Linked DNA regions of Mus musculus: all the other regions are linked to region 1. A link is a contact called in public HiChIP or PLAC-seq and promoter capture Hi-C data. All regions are on one chromosome and are shown on one strand. Each heading gives the region's core, a stretch centred on a gene start, on an enhancer-like site or on the middle of the called end of the contact. The rest is flanking DNA. Distances are from core to core; before and after follow the strand shown. Region 1 holds the start of Wdr48 (WD repeat domain 48). Region 2 holds the start of Sec22c (SEC22 homolog C, vesicle trafficking protein). Region 3 holds the start of Golga4 (golgi autoantigen, golgin subfamily a, 4). Region 4 holds the start of Itga9 (integrin alpha 9).

Region 1 (2,570 bases), core at 30-2,529:
GAGATGTTTACGTGGACGCAGATATTCAGATCCTCATGTTTGTGCTACAGGCCTTCCACCAGACTGACCATCTCCCAGTCAGCCCAATTCTAACCATTAAACAACCATTAGTGAGCACACAGGGCCAACAAATGGAAGTCAGTACTATAAAGAGGACACTCATTCAGAAAATGCCACAGCTTTCCAGCCTTATGCTGGGGTTACTCACCTTTGGCCCTCCCTTCTGAACACTGAGTTCAATCCGTGGAGTGTTTACTGACTGCTAAACCCTTTTAGTCTCTTCTCCTCTGTGCGGCAAGTCTATGCACTCAGTCCACTTTAATGACTGAATGCATTTTTTTTTTTAAGGCAGTGTGTCTCGTGTAGCCCAGACTGATTGATCTCAAACTTGGTAGGTACTGGAGGATGACCTTGAATTTCCGATTCCCCTGTCGTCACCACAGAAACACACACACACAAGCAGCGCTAGAAGTACAGGCGGGTACCAAGCATGCCTGGTTTTATGTGGAGCAGGGGGTTTGAACCTTGCTCAGGACAGGAAGGGCTCTGCTAAACGAGCTTTATCCCCAGCACACAAGGCAGCAAGCAAAACTCAAACGTACACCAAACCAACGTGATTTGGGGAAACCCAAAGCACCCACGGTGCGGGTCAGCGAGCTCATCACTGGAGATTCCGACGTTAGGGAGATGAGGACTAAAAAGGAAGCCCGGAAGATGCATAGTGAGGACGGTGGAGGGCGGAGGCAAAGCCCATCGCTAAGGAAGGGACACTGTCATTTCCTCCAGCACAGCGCTCCCACGTGCGACCCGGACCCGCCACGCCCCCGCAAGGCCCCTCGCTTCCCGGCCTCACCCACCCGCGGGCGCCGCGAGGCCTCCGCCGCCGGGTCGCGGCTGTTCCGGAGGAAGGCGGCCGAGAGCAGAGGCAGGTGAGCGGGCAGCAGGCCCATGGCGCCGCCGCAGGCCCGGTGTCCCGGGACGGCGGTTCGCCGGGACGGCGGTTCCCCGCGACCGCTCGCGAGGCCCGCGCGCCCAGTCCGCCCGCCGCCACCTCAGGCCGTTGGCGCCCCGGCCCCACCCCTCGCGCCGCTGCGCCCCGCCCCGCCATCCTCCGGCTGTCGAACCCGGCCAGCCGCGGCCCGAGGCATCCGCCCGCCCGCGGGGGTACCAGAGCCGACGGCAGTGTCGCCAAGGCCGCGGAGCCGGGCCGCCATACCTGCACTTTCCTCCGCCCGGCTGTGTTCTGCCGGTGATGGGCCGCCATCTTGCATGTTGACACTCCGACGTCACTTCCGGGAGAGTTGAAGCGCCAGCGGATGTCCCGCCCTACTCTGTGGTTGGGTAGAAGGTAGGTAGGGCGTAGGCTTTCCGGGCTGGTTGCGAGGGGAGGCGCTGGCGGAGAAATAGCAGCGTGTGGGCGGGAACGCTCTTGGAACCAGGGCTTGGGGGCCCGTACTGGTCTACCTCTGTGCAGCTAAGCCCCAGGGCCGTCCCAGCGCCTGCATGCAGAGAGAAAGCGCTCAAGAGAGTCGTGCTTAAGTCGTGCCCCAGCCACTTAAGCCAGTGCTTAGCAACTGGACCACGTCTCTAACTCCATATTTATAGGTTTTAAAAATAATAATAATAAAATGTTGTTGTCATTTAGTTATTTTGAGGCATGGTCTCGCTGTGTAGTCCTGGCTGTTCTCAAACACCAGCGGAGAGGACAACTTGTGGTAGTCTTCTTCTTCCACTATGTGGGCCTTGAGATTCTAACTCAGGCTTGGCAGTAGGCACCTTTATCCAGTGATTCATCTCACCAGCCCCCTCAGGATCTTACCCAGACTCTCAGAATTACAGACGTGTGCCTGTACAGCTATAATATGGATCTTAGGATGTTAAGTGAGATAATGTTCGCATAGGCCCTGCTAACTTGACAATATATTTTAAATGATCGTTTTGGCAAAAACATGACCAAAGTACTATAACCCCTATGGAAACCCACTACCTTTATAAACTAATTAAAAAATACAAAGGGGCTGGAGAGATGGCTGAGAAGTTGAGAGCACTTGCAGAGGACCTGGGTTTGGTTCCCAGCATTCACCTGGGAGTTCATGAGCTGCAATAAACTCCAGTCCCACACGCCCCCTTTCGGACGCAGGTAGAACACTCTCCCAAAATAGAAGTAAATCTAAAATACAGAATTTCAAAGAGATACACTTGCATGGATGGAAAATGATTCCCCCCAAAAGACATGCATTATTAGATGAAAATCTCAATGCCAGGCATGGGATAGCTTTCTATGACATGGTCAGGGAAGACCCAGAAGCCCCTAAAACAATACAGGCTATAGCTGTTGCACTTGGTTGCCCACCGAAACTAAGTAGTAAGACACTATTGCTGGAGACACTGTATACTTTGGTAGCTGGACACAGAGACATCAAAGTGCACTGACCCAAAAACTTGTCAGTGATGACTCTGTGATGACTGGCTTCTCTGTGATGACTCTGTGATGACTGGCTTCTCTGTGATGACTGGCTTTCATAGGTGCTGTGAATCCTGCCAGGGAAAAAGAAGCATCCGTGATAAAC
Region 2 (2,570 bases), core at 50-2,549, 1.8 Mb before region 1:
TGGCACCCACTGTAGGCTTCTCCGCAGAGATGGAATGGATAGGCTCTCTCTGACTATATGGTGGTTTATGAGGGGAACATGCTCATGTGGTGACAGAGGCTGAGAACCAGGGGAGCCAGTTCTGGGGTTCACTGACTTGCACTTGGCCTCAGAATCAGGGGAGCTGGGACTGGGGATGTGGCCCAGTGGGTAGTGCTCTTGTCTAGAAGGCAGGAAGCCCTGGGGTTGAGCTCCAGAGCCACACAACCTTGCTGTGGAAGCACACACACATCGGTAATCCCAGCGCCCAGCAAATGGAGTTTGTAGGATAGCCTTCAGAGTCAGCCTGCTACACAGTGAATTCAAGGTCAGCTTGGGATACACAAGACCCTGTCTCAAGGGATAAAAATGAAGTATCCGTGAAGCTGATGATGTAACATTAGTGAGAAGCTGAGGTCCTGAGAACCAGAGCCGGGACGTTCCAAGGAAAGCCTGGAGTTCTGATGTATGAAGAGGGTGACAGGCCTGACCCGGGGTTTTGTAGTTCAGTTATTCTATCAACAGAGATACATCCTCAGCCCCACAGAGTTCTGTGCACAAGCAAATGTCTCTGAAACACACAAACTCTCCCTTGCCCAATGGCCTGAGACTTGGAGAAGCTTTTCCTGAGCCCCAACTCCAAGACAACTGTTCCTGTAAATTCTCTTTGGAACCCATGCTTCTGTGAAGCATAACTCGTGTTTAAACACCAGAATTCCTGCCTGGTGCCCTACCCCCTTCTCTTGATTTGGTTTCTGTGTTCACACTTCCTGTGTACGCAGTGCGCGGCAAACAGCGGTGCTCAGCACTTGTCAAAACAGTAAGGGCCTAACTGTGCTACCCAATCTCCCTCCAGCCTCATAGCGAGGTGTGTGTGGCTCAGGGATCGGACTTTGGCACCTCCTCCAGGCTGGCAGAAGGCTGTGCTCTTCGGATCCTCTATCTCGGGCCTCTTGCCCAGCTGCGTAGCCTGCAAGAACCCACGCCCAGGGAGTGTCACTCCAGTCACACGGGGCCTAGACGCCTCTGGAGAACAGCCCTGTCCGCTCCAGGCCAGGCATCGTGGGGACGTCGGAGCCTCTTCTCACCGCTCGAGGTGAGACTCGCACGTGGGCCTGGGGACCTGCGGAAGAGACGCGGGCTGAGGGGAGCAAACCCGGGCCAGCCCTGGTAGATTCACTCAATTCCCGGGTCTGAACAACTGGACAGCAGAGACGCCCCACGATTGGTCTGTTTGGCGTCGCTTAGCAGCAGCGAATGGGAGCTCACGGTGTGCGCATGAGCACCACATCCTGCCTCCTACAGCCGGGCCGCGGGTAACCTGCACCCCGCCGGCCGCCGGGGTGGGCTGCGGTGGCCGAGGCGGAGGTCGGCCGCGGGGGCGAGGTGAGGTTAGCGGGCCAGGCGGGCGTGGAGAGGTGGGGTCGGGGTCTAGGCCACCGGGCTGCAGCCCGGGCCGGTGGGACTCCGCCGAGGCCCGGCCCCCTGCACGGTGCGTACCGGCTGGGATGCGCTGCCCGCTGTGCCTGCTGCCCGGGGCGGGGCCGGGGCGTGTCTCGGGAGGGCGGGGCGGTGGTTCCCTTTATGTAGACTGAACTCTAGTCCTGTCACTTGCTTCTTTTGAGAGCAAACTTTCCTTAGTCTGCTGGTCTAGCAGAACTTGGCTTCTTCAAGGCCTGGTCACCCCTACACCAACTTTCCTGGACTTGGATAAGCCGGGACAAAGAACCTGCAGAGCAGAGCGGGGGTCAAGCTTGCAAAAAGCCAAATCCAGGGAAGGAACTGAGTTACCTCTGATGAAAGGTGCCGTTACAGTTTGCGGTCTTGTGAAACGGAGCCCCATGTAACTCGAGTTTGGCCTTGAGCTTGGGATCCTCCTGCCTCCACTCCCCGCCCCGCAAGTTCTGGGATCACAGGTGTATGGCCTCCATGCCCAGCTCGGTTGGTGTAGCGGGTGACAAGATCAGAGAAACTAAAGCAACCCTCAGTGCAGAGCCAATGCTAGAGCAACGTGTCTGTAAAAGTCTACACAGAGAGTTTATTCAGGTAAAGAACTTGTCAGGGAAATGAGAACGGGGACAGCTTTGCATAGCCTGACACTGATATACAGGATTCATTCGCACCGCAGCTTTCTCAGGAAGACAGTTGTAGACAGGTCCCTAGAGATGCCTCGTAAATGTTTAGTGGACAACAGAGAGGACATCTTGAGGTCTCATAAAGAATTTCAGATCAAGGCTGGGGTGATGGTGCACATCTTTAATCCCAGCACTCAGGTGGCAGAGATAGAGGCAGTGCATAGCCAGACAAGACAACTGACTTTAGAGTATAATACACTAGGTAAGGAGAGGTGGTTTTATTTTATTTTAGAGAGGGTCTCACTCTGTAGTCCTGGCTGGTATGAAACTTACTGTGTAGGCCATGCTGGCCTGGGTCTGCCTGCCTCTTCTAAATCCTGGGATTAACGGTGTGTGCCTCTGAGCTTTAACTCCAGCAGTTTACTCACCACTTGGTTCTGTTTTAGGCAGGCTGTCCTGCAGCCTAAACTGCCCTTT
Region 3 (2,570 bases), core at 21-2,520, 1.4 Mb after region 1:
TGGTTGTCTTCTGGCTGCCACCTGCCCACGCGCGCACACAAGAAAAAAGAAATCGTGTAACTAAATGTTTTTGCATCCTAAATCTTCTCAGACTATGTTTCTAGAAACAGAATGCTGGGTCGTTATATTTAAACACCCAAACTGCTTCCCACTTAGCCAAACTACGACCTTTCTTGAGCCATGGGCTTTCCAGGTTTCTAACCATAAAAGAAAAGACGTTCGTGTTCAATCTACTGATATTCAGGGAGACTGGGGAGAGATTCAGCAGAAACCCTCCCCTCCCGTCCTTCACACCCTGAGTGCTGGAGAGGGGTAGTTTGTTTCTAACACGAACACGCCCCCTTTTCCCAGCCCGAAACCATACTCCCTTAAAAAGCAACGACCTTCCAGAAAAGATGCAAGAGCCCGGTTGCTGACAGGCTCGGTGCCCGTCCCGTTCAGTGTCTGCCCCTGAGCCCTGTCCGCCATCACCCAAGTTACACGAAGTGACTAACTCGTGACAGGCTTGGTCGCTGGACCGCCGCCCTCGGCTCCTGCGAGCAGCCTGGCCCGGGCAGGCTCGACTCTCTGCCTCGATCAGGGTTTGGAAGCAGGAGACTTACAGGGACCTGGTCATTCCGGGTGCGATGTCCAGGGAACCCAGAGGACATTGGTCATATATGGGGCAGAGGGCAGAGGTCACATATCACAAAGGATCTGGGTTGCCCCGCCCCCGTCACCACTCTAGAGTCAGGGTCTCTGACGGGCGAGAGAAGCTCCCCACGCAGGACCCGAACCCATCGCACCCATCTGTCAGACCGGGTCGGTCCTTAGAGGGGAAACTCCGAAGTCAAATGTCCCGACCGGTCCCGTCACCCTGCACAGGGACGGAGTTTTGGGAGAAACCAGGCCAGGGTTCCTACACCGGCTGGGTGGTCCCAAACCTTCCAGGGCTACGGTTTGGGGGGGGGGGGTGTTCCTGGGGCGGAGGTCAAAGGTCATGGGGAACTTTCGCCCGCTTCCCGGGCCTCGGCGCAGGGGGACGACGTACCTGAGCAGGGGCTAACGCCTGCTGCAGCTGCTGCTGCTCCTCGCTGATCTTCTGCTTCAGCTTCTTGAACATGGCGCGGCGAGGGGCCGGCAGCGTCTCTACCCGCGGGGCGGCCGGGCCCGGGCCTCGCCGCCTTCCTGTGGAGCTGGCGGGCACCTCGGGGCGCTCGTCGTGCGGGTGTCGGCGTCGCCGCCGCCGCGTCTCTTCTTTCTGGGTGCCCCTGGCTGGCCTCGGCCCCCCATCCAGCCCCGTCAGCGGCGGCGGCGGCGGCGACAACGGCAGCAGGTGAACGCGCCCCGGGCGCCTGCGCGGTCGACGTGGAGCTTGCCAGGGGCTTGCTACGGAGCGCCGCGGCGGACAATATGGAGGCGGTGCGGGTGAACGCGCGTGCACAGTGGCGTCTGCGCTGACTCTAGCGGGAGTCTTGGAGCTGTGCTGTCAAATAGGGAGCATCCCACCACTGAGCACCACAGTGAAGAAGGCTGGGGTGAGAGAGGATAGAGCTAGGAATGCAGAAGTGTATTCAGTGTCGTGTGGCACGATCGTTTAGAATTCTCTCGAAAGGTTTTTGGATAGTGGGTTGGATGGTATAGATGACTAGTTGGTTCGCTGGTTGGCCAGCTAGTTGGTTCGTTGGTTCATTGGTTCATTGGTTGGTTGGTTGGTTGGTTTAAAGAGAAAATCTGGGGCTGAGGGTGTAGAACGTTTGTTTACCTAGCATATGCAGGAAGGATTGGCTCTAGCCTCAGCATCGCATAAACTGGGTGTGATGGTGTATACCTGTAATCCCAGCATCCAGAGGTAGAAGCAGTAGGACGAGAAGTTCAAGGTCATTCTTGCCTATATGAATTTAAGGCCAGTCTGAGCTACAGTGAGATCCTGTCTCAAACATAAATAGTCTGGCTGAATTAGGCAGACTGGCCTTGAATTTGTTAACTAAAGTGATTTTCCTGCCTCCAGAATAGCTGAGGCCTACAGGTGCACAATTTTCTGCCTAGTCAGAATTATCTGCCTTTAGTGCTTAATATCTGTGGCTGCACTCCAAAGGAGCTGTCTTCCCCTACCTAGACTTTTCCATCTGCTGAGAACCCCCTACACTTGCACAACATAGAATATTTCTGAAACCTCTGCTCACAAAGACCCATATGACCTCGAAACTCTGGGTTCTGCACAAGCTACTACCTGGATGGCATCCATTCAGTTCTGATTCTTTGAACAGAACATTAAGAACTGGTGCATGGGGGTGTACACCTTTAATCCCAGCACCTGGGAGGCTGAGGCCAGGTGATCTCCGAGTTCCAGGCCAGATGGGCCTATGTTACATAGGGACACCCTGACTCAGAGAGAGAGAGAGAGAGACAGAGACAGAGACAGAGACAGAGACAGACAGAGACAGACAGAGACAGACAGAGACAGACAGAGACAGAGAGAGAGACAGAGAGACAGAGAAAACCAGATCCACAGGTTTAGGCCTCAGTCCCACAAGACTTCCAATGCCAGTCACATGCCAGAGGAGGAGATTCGTAGTCAAAAACCTAAG
Region 4 (2,570 bases), core at 49-2,548, 1.3 Mb after region 1:
CATGTCCAAGCACACACACTGCCAGTCTCCATCTCCCGGCCTGCTGCTTCTAAAGATGCTCGCTCACGGGATAGCACCCTCAACGTGAACCAGCCATCTCCTGGGTCCACAGTAACATCATCTAAAATGAGGCTGGGGAGCTACTGAACTCTAGCTGCCTTGAATAGGTGGGCGTGGTGCATGGTGTGGCTCGTTCATTCCAAGGAAGTGGTCTATCCGCCTTCTCTAAGCGCTCCTGCTGTGGGGTCAGTTAACTTCACTATTGATGCTTAATGAGGGAGAGACTTATTCTTTTCTGCAGGCCCACCCATCTCGCTGGTTCAAAACTGTACCCCTTGATTAAAAACTTCAGCTTCCTAAATCTTGTCTCTAGACACGTGGGAGAGCTCCAGGCTGCCCACCAGCCACACAGTCTGCTCCTTGGGGGTCCTCTCTGCATCCCAGATCCTCTCAGAACTTTGTGGGGCCCCTGGGTACCTCTTCTGGAGATTCCTAAGCCACCAGGACCCACTCCCACCACACCCCTTGTTTCTCTGCTTCCTGCATGCTGCTGCCCTAGAGTTACATGAAGTGGTCCCCAAGAGCAGCCTGGCCTCCTAGGGGCCCCCCGGGGATCTGGGGCAGATGGCCAGCCCGCGGTGGCCCCTGGAAGGCAGACAGCCAAGTAACTTTGCTTTGGCGAGAGCGAAGCTGCGTCTGACTGCCCAGGGAGGACAGGGACCCCAGGGACGCCCCGGGCCTCGGAGAGCAGGCCAGGATGTCAGCGTGGCCGCCCGGACATTTAAATCGGCCCCGCGGGAGGTGGAGTGGAAGAGGCCGGAAAGGCGGCGGCCAACTTGGGGGACCACGGGGTGCCCACGCCAGGGTCGAGGATCCGCGGGAGACACTTACCAGCGCGTGTTGTCGTGGAAGTGCTCCAGCACCGCGTAGCCGAAGAAGGAGCCTGAGGGGCCCTGGAAGCGTACCGGGCGCTGCGCGTCCAGGTTGTAGGCGCCGGCCGGGACCCCCGCGGCCACCAGCGCCAGCAGCAGCGCGCGGAGCCCTCCGGCGCCGGTCCGCGCCGCAGCCGGGCCGCCCATCCCCAGCCGGCCGCCGCCCTGCGCCCTGCCCCGCGATCGGGGCTCCCGGGACACGCCGCTGCCCGGGGCGGGAGCCGTACGCTCCGAGTCTAAGCCCGGGACGCGGCGATGGGCTACAGCGAGAGCCGGAGCAAGGCCAGGGACGGCCGCCAGCGCCCCGCGTCCTCTCGATGCCCGCCGAGAGGTCTGCGCTCTCGGAAGGAGCGGGTCCCGGGCCCGGGCGGCACTGGACTGCGGAGAGGCGCGCCCGCGGGGTGGGCGGCCCGGGCGGCCCGGGCGGGACGGGTCCGCAGCGCCCCCTGCTGGACGCGGTCTCAGGCGCACCCCCGGGTCCAGGTTCTGGACCTCGGTGAACTGCATCCTCTCAATGTCCTAGGCTCTGCTGTGTCCAAGCTGGCTGGGTCTCTCTCCTTTTGTCTTACACTGAAAGTCTCTCTCTCACACACAAAGACCCAAAGCTACCCGAGCCAAGGATGGGTAAATATTCTGGCCCTGCCCATCTGGAAGCTCTTCTTCAGAGGCAACCGCTCAAGACCGCCAGTCAGTTGCTGTAAGAATTAGTCATGTGGAAGAGAGCAGAGCGTTCTTCCATACTCCCTGACCTGGCCAGCGCTTTCCAACTTGGCAGACATACAATACAGCCAGGTGTGCTCCCCTGTATGTGGGAGATTATGGTGAAGTATACGTTGCATAAAGTTTACGTCATAACCTCATTTTGGTTATGTGATCATCAATAGCTCATCTTGCAAATTAAATTATACATAAATTTAACAAGCACGCCCAGCCCAGTCCAGCCCCCGGCAAGTTTCATTTATCCCTGACTCTATGAAGTTGACTATTCCAAGTTTAATGTTATTGTTGAACTAACTCTTTACTCTGGTAAAATCACAACCCCCTCCCCATCCCTTCCCACCCTCTCCACTTCCAAAGTCTCATTCATACTAAACACACACGACGCCTTTATCTTTTTCTTTCTAATCAGGCTTATCCTTACAACAACAGTCAAAGCCTAGGGTAGGCAAGGTGGGGTGGGGGGGGGGTGCACATTCCAGAGTTATCCACTCGCCAGCAGTCTAAACACGGGGATCTTTACAGGTGAAGAGCCTCTTCCAGCTGTCATCAGAAGGGCTGTGACAAAGGAAGCCAGATCACCGCTAGCTTGGGAGCTGGAGGGAAGGGTCCATGAGGTAAAGAAGCCAGGCAGCTTCAAAAACTGGGGACAGAGAAATGTCTTCTCCTCTACCCCTTCCAGGAACGCAGGCCAGCGAGACCCATGACCTGTCCAGCATTGTTAGATGATCAATGTTGCTGTCTTAAACCACTGCAGTCAGGTAATTTGCATAGCTCGGATGCACTACTGCTGTCTTACTTGTGGTCAGTATTGCTGCAATGAAACACCATGTCCAAAAGCAAGTTTCAGAGGAAGGGGTTGATTCAGCTTGTACTGTTCATCATGGAAGGGAGTCAGGACAGGAACTCAAAACAGGGCAG

Evidence for each region. Promoter capture Hi-C pulls out the DNA fragments that hold promoters and counts their contacts. HiChIP or PLAC-seq counts read pairs in DNA pulled down with a chosen protein or histone mark.
Region 2: a promoter capture Hi-C map of pre-B cells shows a contact between it and region 1, with 4 times the contacts expected there. The contact joins the promoter of Sec22c here to the promoter of Wdr48 in region 1. A contact is called at or near these places in 2 of 39 promoter capture datasets (embryonic stem cells and pre-B cells) and 2 of 9 other capture datasets (adipose tissue and liver).
Region 3: a FOXA1 HiChIP or PLAC-seq map of pancreatic cancer cells shows a contact between it and region 1. The contact joins the promoter of Golga4 here to the promoter of Wdr48 in region 1. A contact is called at or near these places in 1 of 39 promoter capture datasets (hippocampal neurons), 1 of 484 Hi-C or Micro-C datasets (the G1E-ER4 cell line) and 1 of 115 datasets of contacts at active chromatin or transcription factors (pancreatic cancer cells).
Region 4: a promoter capture Hi-C map of hippocampal neurons shows a contact between it and region 1, with 6 times the contacts expected there. The contact joins the promoter of Itga9 here to the promoter of Wdr48 in region 1. A contact is called at or near these places in 1 of 39 promoter capture datasets (hippocampal neurons) and 1 of 115 datasets of contacts at active chromatin or transcription factors (forebrain).

The regions. Positions count from the first base shown.
Region 1 is chr9:119,893,604-119,896,173 of GRCm38.p6, reverse strand. It overlaps Wdr48 (WD repeat domain 48), which reads right to left and starts at 1,279. Exons shown (of 19, transcript NM_026236.3): 1 at 1,217-1,279. The coding sequence starts at 1,264. Gm2449 (a long non-coding RNA gene) reads left to right here and starts at 1,262. Exons shown (of 7, transcript XR_871350.2): 1 at 1,262-1,348; 2 at 2,527-2,570.
Region 2 is chr9:121,703,758-121,706,327 of GRCm38.p6, reverse strand. It overlaps Sec22c (SEC22 homolog C, vesicle trafficking protein), which reads left to right and starts at 1,299. Exons shown (of 7, transcript NM_001164562.1): 1 at 1,299-1,404.
Region 3 is chr9:118,505,018-118,507,587 of GRCm38.p6, reverse strand. Golga4 (golgi autoantigen, golgin subfamily a, 4) reads right to left here and starts at 1,270. Exons shown (of 24, transcript NM_018748.3): 1 at 1,031-1,270. The coding sequence starts at 1,102.
Region 4 is chr9:118,605,437-118,608,006 of GRCm38.p6, reverse strand. It overlaps Itga9 (integrin alpha 9), which reads right to left and starts at 1,298. Exons shown (of 28, transcript NM_133721.2): 1 at 892-1,298. The coding sequence starts at 1,079.